2 separate regions of the Mus musculus genome follow, and region 1 is linked to region 2. Evidence: chromatin contacts called from public Hi-C data. All regions are on one chromosome and are shown on one strand. Each heading gives the region's core, a stretch centred on a gene start, on an enhancer-like site or on the middle of the called end of the contact. The rest is flanking DNA. Distances are from core to core; before and after follow the strand shown. Region 1 holds the start of Klc4 (kinesin light chain 4). Region 2 holds the start of Mrps18a (mitochondrial ribosomal protein S18A).

The links. A called contact is a pair of places that touch in the nucleus more often than the background predicts.
Region 1: a Hi-C map of CD8 T cells shows a contact between it and region 2, with 6 times the contacts expected there. The contact joins the promoter of Klc4 here to the promoter of Mrps18a in region 2. A contact is called at or near these places in 1 of 484 Hi-C or Micro-C datasets (CD8 T cells), 1 of 115 datasets of contacts at active chromatin or transcription factors (stem cell-derived neural progenitor cells) and 1 of 9 other capture datasets (liver).

The regions. Positions count from the first base shown.
Region 1 is chr17:46,644,742-46,647,441 of GRCm38.p6, forward strand. Klc4 (kinesin light chain 4) reads right to left here and starts at 1,339. Exons shown (of 16, transcript NM_001357130.1): 1 at 1,234-1,339. It overlaps Mrpl2 (mitochondrial ribosomal protein L2), which reads left to right and starts at 1,488. Exons shown (of 7, transcript NM_025302.4): 1 at 1,488-1,657; 2 at 2,649-2,700. The coding sequence starts at 1,562.
Region 2 is chr17:46,109,729-46,112,428 of GRCm38.p6, forward strand. Mrps18a (mitochondrial ribosomal protein S18A) reads left to right here and starts at 1,276. Exons shown (of 6, transcript NM_026768.3): 1 at 1,276-1,401. The coding sequence starts at 1,290.

The sequences.
Region 1 (2,700 bases), core at 89-2,588, 540 kb after region 2:
GCAATTGGAGACAGAGCATAGGTTAGGGAAAGGAAGCAGGGGATCTGAAGCATTGTAAGAATCACAGAGGACTTGTGGGAGAGCTGTGCAGAAAGCAGTGTCCCAATAAAGGGGAAGGACCCAAGGTTAGGGATGTGGGAGTACAGGAAACAGCAGCCGTCATGACAAGGCTCTGGAAGGTTCAAGGTCTTCAGGCTGCATCAGCAAAGGCACTAAGCCCAGCACCTCCCAACCTGCTGATCTCCTTCCAAACCACCTTCTGGCCTCACTCCCCCCCCCCCCCCCCGAATTCAGCCGGTCTTCCTACTTCCTCCAAACTCATCCCTGAAGTCTCCTTACCTGCTTACAGAGCAGAAGCTCTTGGCTTCAGGCGGCTCCCAGGCCAGAGCCCGGAAGAAACTCTGACCTGAAACTAAGGATTTAGAAGGCTTTGTACTGCCCAAAGTCCAGAAGTCCGGCAGTCCCACCCCTTCTCTGTCACCACCTCACAGCCTCTCAGAGGACCTGGCACGGAGCCCCACCCAGGACAAACACCCTCCCTCCTCCAGCCTACAGGTTCTTCAAAGACTTGTACTAATGTCCCTTCTTCCTTAAGTCACTCTCCTCATTCCAGCTCGGTGCAGTTACTTTCTCCCGATAAGGAGACCTGCAGCAAGGGGTGTGGTGTCCCTGAGAAGGGAGACCCGGTTAGGATTCCCAACAGGATTACGGCAATCGCCTCCTTCCATAGCTTTGTCTGACATAATCACCTAACAGGCGCCTTAAAATGTCTCGCAAGTGCCGGATGGTTCAGGGATGCATAGCAGATCTGCTGAGCACAGTGGGGTCACGGAGCAAGGCTCCGAGCGCAGGCTACCGAAGCCTGAGGGCCCACAGTTCAGGAGTGTCTAAGGTTCCTGCCTCGCCCCGAGGGCCGAGGGTGAGGACAGAGTAAGATCGCCAAAGGCTGAGGGGAGAGGAAGGGCAGAGTGAGTGAGAACAGAGTTGCTGCCCGGGACCCGACATCAGACCAGCTCGAGGTCACAGTCAGGGGTTCCCATAGGGGGCGGGGCAGGTTATCCCACTGTCTGGACGCCGAGGGGCGGGGAAGAATCGCGGGGGGGCGGAGTTTTTGAGTCAGTCTAAAGTTTTCTGAGGTTAGTAGGAAGGGACTTATTCATTTGTCCCGGAATGTGGGAATAAGAGTCAGTGTAATCTTAATTCTCAGCCCCAGGGGTACTCCCAAAGACTCACCTGCAGTCTGCCGGTCCGGCTACCGCCTCCGTGGGTGCTGCCCCTTTAAATTTATCATGGCTGCCGCTCGAGGCAATTGTTTTGACGGCTCCAAGGGGCGGGGACTGCCGCCCGTCACGTGACCCGAGCAACCCCCCCCCCCGATGATTGGCTGAGAACTTGTTCTTTGGAGAGGCAAGAAAGCGTGTATCCTGCGGCGCTGCCGTTCTGTGCCCGCCTCTCTCGCGTCATTGGAAAGCGACGGGACCGGGACCGGAACGTCATCCCAGAGCGCCAGGCTCTGGATGAAGGTAAAAGCGAGCACGGCGCGGAGGAGCCCGGCCGGCCCATGGCGCTGTGTGCGCTGACGAGTGCTCTGCGCTCTTTGAGCCTGGCATCCGCGGCCATTACCGCCCGGGTTCCGACTCTGCTCCCTGCTGCCCAGGTAATCCGCTTACCTGGGAACTAGGATTGGTTCTTTCCGCCTGGGCTGTCCGGGATCCCGCAAGGCTAGGCGAGATCACGTGACCTTCGTTCTCCGTCAATCCCGATCTCAGATACGGGCTTCCAAGTGCTTTTGCAAGCCTTTACTAAACAGGTTGCAGAAGTAACATTAAGGTGCCAGCCGTAAACCAGGCAGAGAAGAGGACTGAATTAACCGACCTCCTGAGAGTTCTTATGCACATTTTGGGGATGAGAAACCTGGTCAGCAGTCTTACACCTTCTGGGGCTAGACAGACGGGCTTCGCAACTTGCCCTGCTACTGCAGATTAAACCTAGAGCCTCGCTCATTCTATGCGCTTCCTCTACCTCCTAGAACCAGTGCTCTTAACTGTTTTAATGTACGACTGGGTTATTGCTGATATTAGGGACTGTCGAACAGTGGGTCTGTAGTGGGCAATGGTGAATCACACACACACACAAAAGAAAGAAAGAAAGAAAAGAAAAGAAATTACTGATCTTGCTTCTCTGCATTTCTCAGGCTGAGCATGGCAGAATTTAGCGAATGTATATTTTATAATTCAAGCTAAACCAAACACTTAGTCTACAGCCAGTGGAAAAGCAAAATAATCATTTCCATTCATACTCGAAAATTCCTCAAACCGTGCATTGGGCAAAAGGCACCACTGCTGATGGTGGTGATAGGTGTGTGGAGTTTACCAGCTCTGGAGAAGTGAATTCTTCAGGGAAGGAAAGGTTTCCAGGCAAGAACTTGAAAGGATTTAGAAGATGATGAAAGGGAGACCATTTCCTTGGAGAATTATATCAGAGGTTTACCAAGTGATTACCAAGTAACTGGATAAACACATTACACTGGTATTTGTGAAGGTTGGAGATTAGGGGGCAGCGTTCTGAGATGTTTCTGGGAAGCTAAACTTAGTCTAGGTGCTTTCTTGCTTGGTTCTCTAAAAGAGAATATTTCCTTTAATCCCTAGATACAGAGCAATGTCCTCCTTCAGCTGCCCCCTGCCTTGGTGTCGCCCTCTT
Region 2 (2,700 bases), core at 26-2,525:
ATGGATGCTCACACAAGGTGTACATCCATGGGAAGAACTTAATGGGTCAGAATCCACTACATCACCCCCAACTGAGTGAGCTCCCTTTTATGATGCATGGGCTAACTGATTGTTTCCAGCTGAAAGGCCACATCTCTCAGCTTCCCTTTCAGACTACGAAGTCATTTCTACTCCTGTAAGGGGCTGTTGCCCATCTTCCCTTGCTGAGAATAAGCATTGTCCCTGCTAAGGACAAACTGAGCCTCTCTTTCTGTCTCTCTACAGCTGCCTTTAAATAACCTAGCATAATGGTGGTGCAGCAACCCGGGCTTTGACACCAAATGTTAGATCTCTTAGGCAGTGTAGGGAGACAGAAGACCGAAAAAGAGGCTAAAGCCTTTTCTCCGCAGAGAGGTCTGTTCATTCCAAAACAGTGAAGGACAAAAGAGGTGCCAATGTGGGAAACGCTGGCAGTGACTCTTTATAGGGGGGGAGGGGGGAGCGGTGTTGTTTCCATTCATAAAGAACTAGGGATGCCCTGGGCTTCCCAGGATGCAGCCACAAGGGTGACTAGGGTGGCCCAGCTTCGCATTCCTCTCTGCACTGGCGGACTGACCAAAGTCATTTGTAGGAATCCTGTCTCCTGACCAAAGCATTCTATAATTCCAAACCCTGCAAGAAATCAGGGAAGTGTATATAAACACAAAGATTGAAAGTGTGTATAAGGGGCTGGAGAGATGGCTCAGCGGTTAAGAGCACCAACCACTCTTCCGAAGGTCCTGAGTTCAAATCCCAGCAACCACATGGTGGCTCACAACCATCTGTAATGAGATCTGACGCCCTCTTCTGGGGTGTCTGAAGACAGCTACAGTGTAATTAGATATAATAATATCTTTGGGCAGGAGAGCAAGCAATGATGGCTCACAACCATCTGTACAGCTACAGTGTACTCATATACATTAAATAACTAGCTAACTAACTAAATAAATAAATCTTTTAGAAAAGAAAAGAAAGTGTGTATTAGCAACAAAGATCGGCAGGTGGGAGGGGTGGTCAACTGTATTCCACCTCTGATGCTGAGGGCCAGAGTCCTTACCATCCCAATCTGTCCTGACAGGTCTAGCCTCAGTCACAAAAGCTGCCCAGCAGGAAGAAAAACTAAGGAAACCGGGTGGCGTGTAATTTACAGACAGAGGAGGTGACAGAAACAGAAGGGATCGGTGACCACGAGAAACCCTCCCGCCGCACAGCGGCTGCGCACACCCCTGCTCCGGAAGCGGAAGTGCACACGCGGTCAGGTGCGTTCCAAGATGGCGGCCCTCAGGGCTCTGGTGTCAGGCTGCGGGCGGCAGCTCCAAGCGTTCCTGGCAGGCCCCGCTGCCACTGGCTGGTTATGGCTTCCAGCTCGCGGGTTGAGAGAAGGTGAGTCCCAGGACCCAGCGACCCCCGGGACTTGAGGAGAGCGTCGTGACACTTCAGCCAGCCGCGATGTGCCCCTCCCTCTCAGCGACTCTGAGACCCGGGAGGTGCGATCCCCCGCGGGCCGCTTAAAGGCTTTACAGACGCTGGCGGGGTGGCTTCACCTCCCGGTTCTCAGTGTCTTCCGAAAGTCAAGGAGAACTGAGAGAAAGACCTGGTCGTTTAAAGATCAAAGAGAAGAATGTCTCAGAGTTCAGAAAAGCTATAAAGGCTGAGTGTTAATTCTCCCATCATTTTCCAAATCGCCTCCTCCTTGGTTAAAGCATGCCGCCAAGCCCACCTTATCAATTCTTCTCTGAAAAATGTGTGATTAAATGGTCACTTTCTCTGCCTAAGCTACGGACTTGTAAGATAGCAGCCAAAGTGCAATGGCAGTTGAACAACTAAGACTTGCTAAATGTTAGGTCTGCATTTCATTAATATTAAATCTGGAAAGGTAACCAGATTCTAGCATCATCTGAGACCTTACTGAAGGTCAAACGCTGTGAGTCTAGCTGTAAAAGGACTGTAAAGGGAAAAAGCACGGCTTCCTTGGGTTCTAACGAGCTATGTATACATCCCCACCAATAAACGGAAGTTATCCGTTTGCATGAAAAAGTACAGTAAGATTCTGTAACCAGAAATAGCAAAGTCAGTTTGAAATTTTCATAAAGAGGATGCTCTTGAACAGGCTCGTAAAAGGATGGAGTTTGGCAGAGTGAAAAGGTCTTTCTGGATATAGTCTTTTCTGTATTCTGTGAGAAGCAGGAAAGGATAAGTGATGTAGATAAAGAAATGATGCGGGAAGGGACTTGTCTTTAAAATTGGCCAACCAGGGAATATTAGTTAAAACTGAGAAATAAGTTGGGCGTGGTGGCTCACAACTTTAATCCCAGCACTCGGGAGGCAGAGGCAGGCAGATTTCTGAGTTTGAGGCCAGCCTGGTCTACAGAGTGAGTTGACAACCAGGGCTATACAGAGAAACCTTGTCTCGAAAAACCAAAAAAAAAAAAAAAAAAAAAAAAGAATGGCAGATAGATAAACTGGGCAGTGGTAGCACCCCTTTAATCCCAGGAGACAGAGGCAGGCAGATTAAGTTCAAGGCCAGCCTGGCCTACAGAGCGAGTTCTAGGAGAGTTCTAGGACAGTTAGGGCTACATAGAGATAACCTGTCTTGAAGATAGAAGAAGGAGAAGGAGAAAGAAGGAAGAAGGATGAGGAGGAAGAAGAAGAAGGAAAAAAGAAGAAAGAGTGGCCAATAAG